2 separate regions of the Ovis aries genome follow, and region 1 is linked to region 2. Evidence: chromatin contacts called from public Hi-C data. All regions are on one chromosome and are shown on one strand. Each heading gives the region's core, a stretch centred on a gene start, on an enhancer-like site or on the middle of the called end of the contact. The rest is flanking DNA. Distances are from core to core; before and after follow the strand shown. Region 1 overlaps PTK2 (protein tyrosine kinase 2). Region 2 has its middle 32 kb from the start of PTK2.

Evidence for each region. A called contact is a pair of places that touch in the nucleus more often than the background predicts.
Region 1: a Hi-C map of omental adipose tissue shows a contact between it and region 2, with 3 times the contacts expected there. The contact joins two enhancer-like sites. A contact is called at or near these places in 4 of 16 Hi-C or Micro-C datasets (blood, muscle, omental adipose tissue and 1 more).

Annotation. Positions count from the first base shown.
Region 1 is chr9:15,963,539-15,970,888 of ARS-UI_Ramb_v3.0, forward strand. PTK2 (protein tyrosine kinase 2) reads left to right here. Exons shown (of 35, transcript XM_060419975.1): 35 at 2,295-3,487. The coding sequence ends at 2,507. Among named protein-coding and RNA genes, the nearest start is that of AGO2, 18 kb to the right of the region's middle. Within about 2 kb of position 1,418, at least 2 of the 54 cell types and tissues checked have an H3K27ac peak or open chromatin away from gene starts, as enhancers often do.
Region 2 is chr9:15,741,661-15,748,686 of ARS-UI_Ramb_v3.0, forward strand. No RefSeq gene overlaps it. Among named protein-coding and RNA genes, the nearest start is that of PTK2, 32 kb to the right of the region's middle. Within about 2 kb of position 2,906, at least 15 of the 54 cell types and tissues checked have an H3K27ac peak or open chromatin away from gene starts, as enhancers often do.

The DNA.
Region 1 (7,350 bases), core at 168-2,667, 220 kb after region 2:
CCTGCTCACTTCCCTCGCCTCGCCACCCCCGTCTCCTGCGTCCACTTTGCTGCTTTCTCTCTGATGGCCCATGGTCTGTCCTGCAGCCCAGCAGGCCTTGCTTTTGTTTTCTTAGTTTTTTTTTTCTTTACTTTTTATTTTGAAGTGATTTCAGACTTATAGAAAGTTTCCAGAACAGCACCATGAGTTTTCAGGTCCCCCCGCCCCAGTCTGCCGCCTGCCCCATTGGGCCATGTTTGCAGTCTCTCTGTGTCTGCTCACCAGCATCTGCATCTCTGGTGCCCCCTGGGAGGGGCTGTGCTTGTCATGCCCCTGCCTGTGGTGTTTCCGCTCACCTTCCCTGATGGCGGGGCTGTTCTCTTACTCGGCACAGTCACCACTACTGGGGTTTCACACCGACTGACAGGGTCATGTTCCAGCTTCTCCCTCTGGTGGGCTACAGCCCAGGGCTCACGGGGCCCCTGACACCAGCGTGTCTCTGTGTTTCTCCTGGGCCAGCTGCTCAGGTGCTCGCTGTCTCCCACGATGGGACCAGGCCACGAGGCTCCGGGTCCCCCCTCCCCGCTGCATCCCCTCGGGAGGCCATGTCCTGGGCAGCCCGCCCAGCCAGTGTCAGGACACACGGAGCAGCTGGGCACAGCTCCTGCGCGGGTCTTCTGTATGTGACATCGATCCCCTTGCACGACACCACTTAACGTCATTTTGAAAAATGGTTCTGCCCAGTTGTCACCGTGTAGCTTTATGTTTCTCTCCAGTTAGGAGATTAGCGCCTTTGTCTGCTTTATTAGAACTTTAATTGGTTTTCTGCAATTAACAATTTTGCACCAGAATGAGGAAACTCCAGGTACCAGAAGTGAGGAAACAGTAGCCCGCCAGGCTCCTGTGTCCATGGAAATTCTCCAGGCAAGAACATTGGACTGGGTGGCCATTCCCTTCTCCCGGGGATCTTCCCCATCCAGGGGTTGAACCCGAGTCTCCTGCATTGCAAGCAGATTCTCTACCGACTGAGCGTGACCAGGTCTGACCGCAGCCGTAGCTGCCAGGCCTGCCACGGCCCCGCCTTGTCGCTGGCTCTCCTGCGCACGCTCCCTGCCTCCTGCTCTCCTGCTTCCTCCCGCCTTCCCACCCGTCTACCTGGCCAGGTCCCTCTGGACCCAGTGTTAGCGTTTCTCTACTTCTCCTGCCAGGGGGCCCGGAGGCCACCCCAAGTCCTGACTCCCTGGTGAGACCCCCAGATTTCAGAACCTCCCTCCCTCCGACCTTGCTTGCCACCCCCTGCAGCTCTTCTCTGCTGCCCTGAGTGTGACCACCCCAAGGTGCCCCCGAGTGTTCACAGACACCTTTTCTCCACCGCAGTTCTCTCAACACCTACAGCTCGCGATGTTTCAGGGCCGCCCCCCTGCTGTCAGTGGCCCTAGCCCTGAGCCCCGGGCGCCGGCTCTCGGCGGGAGTCTGCCCCTACCGCACGCTCTTCCTGCGGTTGTCAGTGGGACCAGTGTGCACCCACCACCCTGCCCAGCATGAACCACGCATGTACGCATACACGCACGCACACACGCACGCAGAGTCTGCTGTCACGTTTCAGGTTAGGCCTTGCTTCTCCATCATCGTGGCCTCGCCCCTCTTCCCTGAGGGACCACAGCCTCTCTCAGCTGCTTGCGCAGCCTCCAAGCTCTCCCCACCTCGGTTCAGTCCCTTCACACACTAGCGCCCCTTCTGGGTTATGGCATTCCCCTTCCTGAAACCCCTCGGGCCTCCCCCTACTGCGTTTCACAGGAGCACGGTGAGCGGGGGGCCCATGAGGCCCTTCACGGTGGAAGCCAGCGAGCGGGTGAGGTCCCAGCCAGCTGCTGGGACGCGCCCCCCGTGGCATCTCTGTTGCTCTTCAGAGCTGTGACCTGCTCTTCTCCGGGTCCGTCTCTGTGGGGTAGTTTCTCTGATCATCTCTGTGTCCACAGCTCCGGGGGCCTTGTACACAAAAGTGCTCGCTGACTGTGTAAAGAGCAGGTAGATAGATCACGGCGACCCCCACTTCGCCCACTGATCTGTTTGGAAGGGTCTGGAGTTGACATCCAAGTGGGGCGGGGCCTCCTGACACCCGTGAACCACCTTCCGTGTAGCAAAGGAAGGTCCTACGGCAGGTGCAGTAGAGGCATGCAGGCCTGGAGGTAGAGACCCAGTTCTGTCTTCTTTCCAGGGAAGAGAGCCTCTTTCTTAGGAGGCAGCTAAGAAGAGCGCCTAAGACCCCTGAGCAGTGACCACAGGCAGCTTTCCTGACCCTCTTGTCCTTGCAGATCGAGATGGCCCAGAAGCTGCTGAACTCTGACCTGGGGGAGCTCATCAACAAGATGAAACTGGCCCAGCAGTACGTCATGACCAGCCTGCAGCAGGAGTACAAGAAACAGATGCTGACGGCTGCTCACGCGCTGGCCGTGGACGCCAAGAACCTGCTCGACGTCATCGATCAGGCCAGACTGAAGGCCCTGGGGCAGCCGAGGCCGCACTGAGCGCGGCCCACCCCTGCCCCACCCGCCGCGAGGCCCAGTGCCAACGTTTTGACTGACGGCTGCTTGGAAATCTCACATAAGTTTAACTGCGTTTTGATTTGGGTTGTTTTTGTTTCGGCTCTTTAATCATGGTGTTCAGAAAAGTCCGGGATCCACAGTGTGGCGTTTTTGTGAGAAGCTCTTAAAGAATGATGAAGGACAGGCTGCGCTTGTGTCAGGATATGCTTTCGTGGAAATGGCCAAGGCGGTGACGTGCTGATTCCTGAACTGGCCAGACCTTGCTTTGGAAGAAGAGGAGGAAGCGGAGGGTTCCAGGAACCACGGGGCTGAGAAGCCCTTTGCCAACCGCAGACTTGCGATCCAGACTGGAATTTTTGTCGTCAGAACACTCTTCAGTTGCAATATGCTAATACCACTTTACAGAGGAAGAATATAAAAGCTATATTTTGAAGACTTGAGTCATTTCAGAAAAAAAAAAAAACTACAACCCTGTCCTCCTTCCTGCCTTTTACTTTCATGTGGGTGTGTGAAACATTTGGTTGGAAACTAGCTGTAGAACACACTAAAAACTTTTGTCTTTTTTCACCAGAATAACGTGCCAGTTTTTTGTAGCGATGTTATTTCTCTCGGAAGCAGAAATGCTTTGTACCAGAGCACCTCCAAACTGCATTGAGAAGAAGTTCTGGAACCATCCCTGTTTTCCATTTTTATATAATTTATAAAGAAAGATTAAAGCCATGTTGACTATTTTACAGCCACTGGAGTTAACTAACCCTTCATTGTGTCTGTCTTCCCAGGAGAGAATTGGGCGAAACAGAGATTTGGTTTTCCTTTGATGTCCAGTTTTACCATCCATTCTGTTAAATAATTTTGAAAAATACACCCTCCCTTTAGTTTGTTGGGGGATATAAATTATTCTCAGGAAGAATATAATGAACTGTACAGTTACTTTGACCTATTAAAAAGGTGTTGCCAGTAAAGTTCTTGGCGTAATATCCTTTCTTTTGGTTCTGTTCCTTTAGATCATTTGAAATTTCTCAGATGACTTGTCAGATCAAGTAATATACAGACAAGCTCCCCAAAATTATTCATTTTACTCTCTGTCCTCTTGACAAGTCAAGAACACCACTCAGAAGAACTGCCCAGCCTAAGTCAAGCTTTCCCTCCATCTTCACGGTGAAATGGGAAATCAAGCTCTGCAGGCGTGCCGTGCTTGCTACCTGGTTAGCAGAGTCGGGAATCTTGCTCTCTTGAGACCATCAGCATGAGGCCCCAGGCCCAGCCTCATCTCCTGGAGCCTTTGGGCCGCCAGACTGGGGTTTGTACCACCGGGGACCCTGAGGGGGGAGGCAGAGCCCAGCTCCCAGTGCAGGGACCCGAAGGCCGGGGCGCGGCCCCTCCCTCTGGGCCTCCGCACCTGGAAGGAAGGTCGGGGATGTGGCCCTCCCAAGTCTTTGTTGGGATCTTGAGTCCCCGCGTCCTCATCTTTAAGCTGGTGATTGTAAGGTTGAATACAACACGCTGGGGTGGTCAGTGAGCTGCCCTGCCTGCATCTCGGGTTCAGCTGCGGGGCTGTGAGCCCGGCTGCAGTGCTTGTCCTCCACCGCCTGGCCTGACTCTCCGTCCCTCCAGCACCACACGCTGCAGGTGAGTCTGGAGAGGTCCTGTCGGTCAGGAGATCCATCTTGTTTGTGAGAGTGGGTGGAGACAGACAGTGGATGTGTTGGGCAGCGGCTCGGGGCCCTGAGGTCGGAAGGCCTGTCCTGGGACTCAGCCTCACTGTGCTGCAGGCAATCGCTGCCTGACCAGGCAGTTTGACGCTGGTCCACACTGGGCAGGAGAAGCAGTGAAAGAAGTGAACACACACCTGCTCACAACGTCACCCTCCGTCTGTCTCCAAATGCGTGTGTTTTAACGCTATTTTAATTGAGTAATTTAGACGGAGAAAAGGGCACAAATACATTGAGGTTATTGAATTCTTCACAAAGGAGCACGCTGGTGTCACTGACACCCAGACTCGGGAGCAGGACAGCACCCCAAAGTCCCAGCCCCCCGCCCCCCAGCCACTGCCTCTAGAGAGCGGTTACAGCCCCGTTTTCCTTCTCGACTCTACTGAGACATAACCGCGCACTGTCAGCCCGCTGAGGGAATGACTGGAGCACTGTCTTCAGACGAGCACATCCAGCCCCCCCGTGCAGCCGGTCCCCACACCCCTGAGGCAGCGGCTGGCTGGGTCTCCCGAACCGGAGAGCTGGTCTTGCCCTGCATGTCTTGCCCTTAGGTCCCTGGCTTCTTTCCTCAGAACTGTGATTTAGGATACTCCTGTCGCTGTTCATCAGGGTTCGTTCTATTTCTGATGATGCTTCGTGGTCTGACAGCCTCACAGCTAGTTCACCTATTGGTGGAAGAGACATCTGAGTTGTTTTCAGTTCCCAGTTCTTTTTTTGGCTGCACCACGTGGCATGTGAGGTCCGAGTTCCCTGACCGGGATGGAACCCGTGCCCTTTGCATCGGGAGCATGGAGTCCTAACCTCTGAACCACCAGGGAACTCCCAGTCTCTGGTTACTATGAATGAAGCCGCCGTGGATGTTTACATACAAACATACGTGTGTTATCATACATACATACGTGTGTTTTCACTTCTCATGGGCAGACAGCTATGAGTGAAATTTCTGGAACTTATGCTAAGTGTGAACTTTATTAAGAACTGCCAGTCTGTTTACCGTGTAGAAACCGTTTTCCACCCCAGCCAGAAACATGCACGGCTTCCTGCTGCTCCGCCTTCTCACCAGGATTTGGTATTATCAGTCTCTTACGCTTTCAGACTTTCTAGTGAATGTGTTCACTCATTTTAATTTGTGTTCATGTGCGATAATGTCGAACAGTCGCTTCCTGTACTTAGTGGGCATTTATATATCTTTTTTGGGAAGTCTCTGCTCAGATATTTCGCCCTATTTAAAATCAGGCCGTTTGTCATTCTGCCCCTGGGCAGTAGGAATTCACGGGTGTCCTGGATACACATCTCTGTTAGATTCTTGTTTTCCACACATTTTCTCCCAGTCTGGGACATGGCTGTGTACTTTCTTAACTGTACCCCAGTGTCATCGTACCCAAAAATTCAGTGAAAGAATTACTGTCATTGGAACTTCATGGACTTTATAGGTCAGTTTGAGGAGAATTTTGTCTTCAAAAATGTGAACTTAATATATCTCTGTTTCTTTAAATTTTTGATTTCAGTAATGCGTTGCTGTTTTCAGTGTGAATAGAGGTCTTAAATATCTTTTGTTAGTGTATTCCTGTTCTATGTTTCTGATGCTCTTGTTTTGAAATTTTCTTATTCTTCCTTAACATGGGTATGCACACAGTGTTTTCTGTTCTACCTTTTTTAATTGAAGTATGGTTGATTTACATTGTTTCAGGTGTACAACCGAGTGATTCCGTAGATACACACACATTGTTATTTTTTAGACACTAAGTTGTGTCTCTTTTTTGACCCCATGAACTGTAGCCTGTCAGACTTCTCTGTCCATGGGATTTTCCAGGCAAGAATACTGCAGAAGGTTGCCACTTCCTCCTCCAGGGGATCTTTCTGACCCAGGGATCAAACCCACATCTCCTGCATTGGCCGGGCAGATTCTTTTATCACTATATATGTGTTCTTTTTCAGATTCTTTTTCATCACAGTTTACTATAAGATACTGAGTATAACTAACAGATAACAGTGGGTCCTTGTTGTCTACTCCAGCACTTTTGCCTGGAAAATCCCATGGACAGAGGAGCCTGGTAGGCTGCAGTCCATGGGGTCGCTAAGAGTCGGACATGACTGAGCAACTTCACGTTCACTCTTCACTTTCATGCATTGGAGGGGGAAATGGCAACCCACTCCAGTGTTCTTGCCTGGAGAATCCCAGGGACGGGGGAGCCTGGTGGGCTGCCGTCTGTGGGGTCGCACAGAGTTGGACACGACTGAAGTGACTTAGCAGGAGCAGCCGCAGTGTGTCTCTATTCATCCCAAATTCCTAATCGATCTCCCCTTTGGAGACCGTAACTTTGTTCTCAAGTCTGTGAGTCTGTTTCTGTTCTGTAAATAAGTCCATTTGTATCATTTCGGGGGATCCCACATGTACCTGCTGTCGCACGGTGTTGGTCTTCCCTGTCTGACTTAGCTCACTTAGAGCGATCATCTCTAGGCCCGTCCACGTGGCGGCACATGGACTCTGCAGTTGTCGGTGGCTGGCTTCACACGTGCGCAGTCATTCACCCTGTATCCTCAGTGGGCCAGTGCCTGCCCCTGCCTGGAATGGTGCTGGTCCTCGCGGACCAGAGAGCGGGCACCCTCAGAGGAGGCAGGCTCAGCTCAGCCTCTCTATGCGGGGTCCCCTCGGTGGGGCTGCCTGCCAAGTTCCGAGCCCAGGTCTGACCAGGTTTGTGTATCACCGATGAGGGCTGTACATCTGTGAAAGCTTTTAAATCATACTTGACATTAGTTTGTTATTTTGCTGAATTTGACAGTAAAAACAGACAGTTGTTTTTTAGGTTCTTTTCCCCTCTGGGGGAAGAACAGTCTTTCGATTTACCCAAACTTTTGGCATCGACTTCTTTTTAGAAATTCATCTCTCTTTTTTTGTTATTACACAAGTGTACGAGCGGTGCATGTGCACTGAAGAAAATGAGAAAATTCGGCCAAATCAAAAAATGTTTAATTGCCTCAAGGTCAGGAACAAAACCAAGATGGCACTTTCATGACTTCAGTCAACCTGGGGCTAGAAGTTCCAGCCAGAGTGGTTGGGCAAGAAAGGAAATACAGGGCGTCCAGGCTGCAGAGAGGGGAAGCCACTCCAG
Region 2 (7,026 bases), core at 1,656-4,155:
CATTCCCCCCAGTGCCTCAGCCCCAGGGCATCAGGCCCTCTGTGATGACCCCCGAACATCTCCAGCATCTTCACTCACCTACTCTGCCTCCTTTGGCTCTCCCCAATTTGACCCCCACTCTTCTCACATGTGAACTAACTTCACTTACTGTAACGGGTCCGATTGTGTCTCCTCTCCGCTAAAGGTATGCCCTGGTACCTTGAAAGTGACCTTATTGGGAAGTAGGGTCTTTGCAGATGATGGGTTACAGTCCATGGGGCCAGAGAGAGTCTGACATGATGGAACCATTGAGCGTGCACATGCACAGATGGAATAGGGTGGACCCTACAAGGTGGATTTGTCCTTATAAGGGGGATTTGCACACAGGCACACACGGAGGAGAGAGAAGGTGGAGTAACGGCTCCAAGTCAGGAACACCAAAGGCCGCTGGCAGCGGGCAGGAGCCGGGAGAAGGCAAGGAAGGATCATCTCCCAGAGCCTTCAGAGAGAACACAGTCAACACTTGATTTCACACAGTCAGTCTCTGTTGCCCTAAGCCACCTGGTTTGTGGTATTCTGTGGGCAACCCGAGGTGAGCAGCTCCCTTACCCAGTCCCCTCCACAGCATCACCACCCGCCAATATGTCCCCCTTCAAGGATAGTTCCAAAACCCACCTCTTCCTCCAAGAAGCCTCCCCTGAGCAACTTCACGCCTCCTCCGTTGCTGTTTCTGCAAGTGACTGCCCCCCACAGCACTTTGTTTGCAGTGTCTTCCCCTAGAGTGAAATGCGCTCGGAGACCTATGTGAAGGGTTTCAGAAGAGGCTTCCTTTCTGGAAGAGGTCCCTGAACAGGGATTTGACGGATGAGTAAGAGTTTAGTAGTTGGAGAAGTGACAGCTGGGTGCCAGTCGCTGAGTACACTTACTTAGCCATGTAGCCATCCAGCCAGCATACTGAGTGGCTTCTGCGCTGACTTGTTCACCAGAGTGTGGCCCCAGAAGCAGGACAGCACCTCATCTATCTCTGGCCGCACTGACCCCCACTCTCCAGGAGCTCCTAGCAGCCCTGGGTCGGCCTGAGTTCATGCCCAGCCCAGGCATGCAACTCAAGGGGGTGCTCGGGGATGGGCACCTTTGGCAAGAGGAAGGGAGGGCAGATGGCTTCCCAGGTGGCACTAGTGGTAAAGAATCCGCCTGCCAATGCAGGAGATGTAACATATGTGGGTGGGTTCAACCCCTGGGTCAGGAAGATCCCTGGAGGAGGGCATGGCAACCCACTGCAGTATTCTTGGACAGAGGAGCCTGGTGGGCTACAGTCCCAGGGTCTGACTGAAAAGACTTAGCACACAGGGAGGGCAGAGGGACTCAGAGCCTCCTGGGGAAGCAACAACAGGAACCCTCGTATCAGCTGGGGCATCAGTCCTGATTCCAAACCCAGGCTCTGCCACTTTCCAACTGAGTGTGAGCTGGCGGCTCTAAGGCCTGGTTCTTACCTATGGAATGAGGATATCTGGCCAAGGTCCTCATTCATTGGTGAAAACCTTCTGCAGTAAGGAGCACCAGCCACCAGGGGACGCCGCTCCCTGCTGCATCAGGAGAGACTGGAGATGGGTGGGCTGTGGGGGTGGAAACTGCAACAGTTACGGTTGGCAGGTGGGGAGGGGATGGGAGGCTGAAAACTGGTTTGGAGTCAGGTGGTCACTGCGCTGCCCTAGGCCCATCCCCCTTGCCATGTGTGGACAGGTCCCAGTTGAGCTCTGGGGTGCCGCTGGCCTCAGGACCAGGCCCTGGGCATAGTGCTGGGGGAAGCCAGGGTCTGCCTCCGGGGGCATCCCGTCGGAGCCATCATCTCCCAGGGCCACAGGCTGCGGGCTCTGATGGTAACAACACCTGGTGCTCTGCAGAGCTGCCCACGTGCAAACACACGCCTAACTCACCGCAGCCGCCTGGCAGCCGGCGGGGGTAGTCCTCCTCACGTGTACCCATGAGGAACCGAGACACAGAGAGGTATGGGAGCTTGCCTGAGATCGCACAGTACAGGGGCAGAGCTGGGGTGAGCACACAGGTGGTGTCACACTCACCATCCTGCCTTACGCCCTGTAGGAGCGGCCCCGGCTGCGAGGACAGGTAGGTGCTGATGATGGGCAAGGAGGTGAGGAGGACAGGAAAGGTGTTCCGTCAGAAGGAACCGCATGAACGGAGGCCCAGAGGCATGAAAGGGTGGGCAGAGGCGCAGGGCGTTCAGAATTGCTGCCCCAGGGGGAGGCTCCAGAGGGGGCATGCAGAGGCTGCTAGTCATGGAGAACCACTGGCGGGCTGAACACAGCGGGGTGTAGAGGCCAGGGCTGGGCTTGGAACCTTCCCTATGGCCTCGGGCTGGAGAGGGACTGGAGGGGGCCAGAGGGGAGACAGAAGGACCAGTGAAAAGGCCAGTGCAGTCCAGGTGGGGGACAGAGAAGCCTCTGGACCCTCCAGCGGCCATCGGCAGTCTCCTTGGTCAGGCCTCTCTTGGTGACCAGCAACAGAGAGGTCGGCCAAGGGCAACTTAGTAAGAGGCCGCAGGGGTCCTCCAGGGGCAGCAGGCAGCCGGCCCTGGGAACGAGATCGGGGCTCAGAATGCGTGGGGACCCTCTCGGCTGCGGATCCCGCCCTCTCCTCCCCTGCGGGAGCTGTGGCTCCTCCAGGGAGCAGGCTGTCAGCTCCACCGGGCACCATCTCTCCTCAGTTAGTGCAGGAAGTCAGCTGGGTGGTTTGTGCAGGATCCAGAATCGATCTTCTTTTCAAGGTAAAAAAGAAAAAAAAAAATCTGCCAGAGCAGCAGGCAAGCGGAAGCCAAAGAATAAATAATGGTCCTTCGTCATCTGAGCCACAGATGGAGAGGAAAGGGAGGCAGTCTCCACGCGAGGCCTCCAACTCACCAGGGCGTGGCCCTGCCAAGGGCACCAGCTGCCGGGACAGGCAGACTCCTAGGTGCCAGGGTGAGGGAGGGGCTCCCTTTGCTGGGCCAAGCCGAGGCCTGCTCTGACCCAGCACCCCAATATCTCCAAACTGTCAGTGGTTAGGCCTGCACACAGGTCCCCACTCGGCAGTCAGGAGGCGGAGTATCTGTTTGCTAGGAGAGTGCAGCTCCAGGTGGGTGGGGAGCGGGACCCTGGTCTGGATTTCACAGGCCGCCCGCCCTGGCCACTGCCTTCCAGCACAGGAACCAAGGAGAGCGTCTCAGGACCCAGACAGTGCGCCTGGGGCTGAGCGGTGGGCCCTGGTGGGGGCTGCTGTCATTGTTAGCGCTGACGGGGAGGGGGGCCCGGGGCCAGGGGAGGGCGGCTGTGCAGGGGGCGCTGGGTGTAGGGAGGCTGTGGGAGGCCAGGTGAGAACCTGGGGTGCCCCGGGCCTCCCCAAATGAACTTGGCCTGGGAGGGGCCTGGCAGCCGGGAGCTGGACTCCTGTGACCCTACTGTGTGCAGTCCACGTCTGCCCAGCTTCACGGGGGCTCCACCTGACTCATTTCGCCTGGTTCCCAGACCTTCCTGGAAAGGGAGGAGGAAGGGAGGCAGTGGGGTGGGCCGGGAGCTGCCTGTTCTGAGTTCCACTGGGAAGACCGGAAACTGGGGCAGGAGGAGGGCGGGAGGGCCGGAGAGGCCCCGAAGAAGAAGGGGAGAGCTGGAGGGGCTGGGGAGGAGAGCAGGGGGAGGGGCTGGGGAGGAGATGGGGAGGGACTGGGGGAGGGACTGGGGGAGGGGCTGGGGAGGGGGAGGGGCTGGGGAAGGACTGGGGAGGAGATGGGGAGGGGCTGGGGTGGGGTTGGGTGGAGAGCAGGGGGAGGGGCTGGGGGAGGGACTGGGGAGGGGCTGGAGGAAGGGCTGGGGAGGGGAAGGGGGGCAGTGGAGGGGCTGGGGAGGGAAAGGGAGACGGGAAGGGGGAGGAGCATTGGAGGGGCTGGGAGAGGGGGAGGGGAGGGGAGGCCGGGCCTCTGAGAAGTTTCTGTACTTGCTGCCAGGAGGTCTGGCTGAATGATCCCAGGGAGTGGTCAGTGTGAGTGTGTGTGGTTGCGTGTGTAAGCCTTCCATGTGAAAATAAGTGTAACAGGGCATCTACATGTGCAAGTGAGTGTGTGAGTGTGTGTGCAGAGCTGGTGGGACCAGGAGGCCAGATTCCCTTGAGCCAGGCTCACAGAGGGGCTCCGGCCTTCCCCAGGGCGAGGGGCTGCACCCAGGGCTCTGCCTGCTCAGCCCCCGCATTGGGGGTCCCCAGCTTCTTCACAGGGCCCTCATCCCTCCTGGAGCAGGGCTGCTTCCGGACTGGAGTCACCCCCAGTCACCCTGCGGAGCCTCCAACCCCTCACAGTGTTACCCTTTCTCACTGAGGAGGCAACTGCGGCTCCAGGAGGGTAGCCTGGGGGGCCACACCCCTTCTCACCCACCCCCTGTCCAGGGGAAGCACCCACATTTCTGGGGCCCAGGGTCATGCTGGGCCTCAGGGTCACTCGCTGGGGCCTGGGAGGAGCCTCCAGGAACAGCAGGAGGGAGGCCCTGGCCATCGCGGGCAAAATGGGAAATGACACTGCCCTGTGTGCCTCTGTGTGTGTGTGTGTGTGCACACGCGCATGTGTATACATGTGTGTAGATGTGCACATGGGTGTGTGTACATGTACATATGTGTGCATGTATGTGTACATGTGTGGTTGTGTGTGTTCATGTGCGCGCATGTGTGTACGTGTGTGTACATGTGTGGTTGTGTGTGTGTACATGTGTGTGTGGTTGTGTATGAGTGTGTGTGGCAGGGTGGGGAGGTGGGGACAGGGACCCTCCTGGCTCAGTCCCACCTTCTGTCTGCCAGTTCTTTCCACGCAGACACACACTGACCCACTCCCACCTCAAGAAACAGGCTCCAGCGCACCTTCTGGGACCCCTGATCATTACCCCAAGGGCCCCTCCCCAGGACCCTGGCTTCACACTGGCCTGGGGCTCCCACCCATGCTGCCCAAATGAGGCTTGTAGTAGGTTGAAGAGTGTGCCCCCACAATTCATGATCACCCAGAACCGCAGCATGTGACTGTATTTGGAAATAGCCTTGGCAGATGTCAGTGGTTAAGGTGAGGTCAGAGCGGGTGGGGTGGGAGCTGGATCCAGGGACCAGCGTCCTTGTAAGAAGAGGAGGGACAGAGACCCGGGAGGAGGCCACGTGAGGACAGAGGCAGAGACTCAAGTGAGGTGGCCTCAGCCATGCGACATGGGGAGCCACCAGAGCAGGGAGGGGCAGGAAGGACCGTGCCCTGGAAGCTTCCAGAGAGAACTGGGTCCTGCTGGCACCTTGATTTCAGATTCCAACCTCCAAAGGATGAATTTCTGGCTTTTTAAGTCAGTCTCGGGCATTCGTTCAGCAGCCCTGGGACAGACACAGGGCTCACCCCTATCCCATCTCCTCAGCTCCAGTACTCTGGCCAGGGGGACAGATCTGGGCAGTGGGGCGCCCAGGAGACCCCCACTCAGACCTCCAACTGTGGGCCTAGCGGGACCCGCCTGCCCTCTCTGAACCCCAGCGCTCCATTCAAGCCACACCCTGTCTCCCCTGGGCTCCTGGGCCTCAGAGATGAGCCCAACGGGTGTGGAGACCTCTGCGTGGCCACATGGCTCAAGGTCTCCCCGATGACGATGCCCCCCCCCCCCGCCCTGAACATTGAGATTCAGGGAAGGGGAGGGCCACTCAGGGTGCTCTTCTGATTAACCCTGCTGGGATGTCTGCTTCCCAGAGGACCTGGGCTGGATACTGCATTGTTACCCCCATATTACAGACCCCAAAACTGAGGCTCAGACAGGGAGAGCGGCATGCCCAGCCCCCAGAGTTGCCCTCTCCCTCTCCCTGGGCTGGGAGGGCTGGAAGTGAGAGCAAGAGGTCTTTGCCCCCAGCCCAGCTCACCCCCATGCAAGCAGCTCCAAGGCTCCCACCCCCGCAGGCAGATCCCCCAGCTGCGCCTGGTTGCCATGGTGTCGGAGGAGGAGGAGCAGATTCCTGAAACGCATCCAGAACTTCACCCCAGCCCCTCCTTCCTCACTCCCTTCTCCAACATCAAAGCCTCCTTCTGTCAGCTGAGGCCTGGCTACTTCCTCCCCAAGCAGCCAGGGAGCACAGGAGGTCAAGGAAGTAGAGGGTCCCGGACGTGAGTCCCCCAACTCCAGCCCAGCCCCTTCCTGGAGCAAGAGCTCCAGACACCCACCCCCAACCTCCCCAATGGACTGGCCAGACTCCTCATCACTGCTCACAGGGAAGAGTCCTGGGCAGTTTGCAGGCCAGGCGGGCTGGTTCCAGCCTCTGTGCCTGCAGTTCCCTCCATCTGCAATGCCCTTCCTCGTCCTGGCTTCCTTGAGTCTCGAGGCTCCCGCTGCCTCCCACACCCGCCTTCATCACAGCCATTTCCTTGTTGCACATGGACCTGACGCTCCCATGGGACTGGGAGGTCTTAGGGATACAAACTTCCATGTCGGCTTTTTCCTGAACCTCCAGCCCATAGGCCAGGCAGATGCTCAGTGAAGACACAAGGTGGGAAAGGAGGGAGGGAGGCAGGAAAGAGGCAGGGGAGATGGGGAGGTGTACGTCCATCAGGCCACCCTCCCACGTTCACACGGACTCACGCAGGCAGGCTGCTTCTGCTCACCGTTGCCGCTCACACCTCCCAGCACAGATCTCACTCCTCTGTGGCCGACAACAGCTTCCTCCCTGGTCCCAGCTCACCGGGCTCTGTTCCCCGAGGGTCCAGCGTGGAATCAACAGGTGACAGACTATCACCATCGTTGGATGGCATCACCGACTCGATGGACCCGAGTCTGAGCAAGCACTGGGAGTTGGTGATGGACAGGGCTGCAGGCCATGGGGTCGCAAAGAGTCCGACACGACTGAGCCACTGAACTGAACTGAAACCGTCGCTGGGTTCAGGAGGCTTCTGTAAACGCACGCATTCATCCATACCTCGAGACTTGAAGCACCAGCAGGCCTGCTACTTCCAAGCCCATCATAGGTCACAGGCGGGCTCAAGGTGGGAAAAGGGAGTAA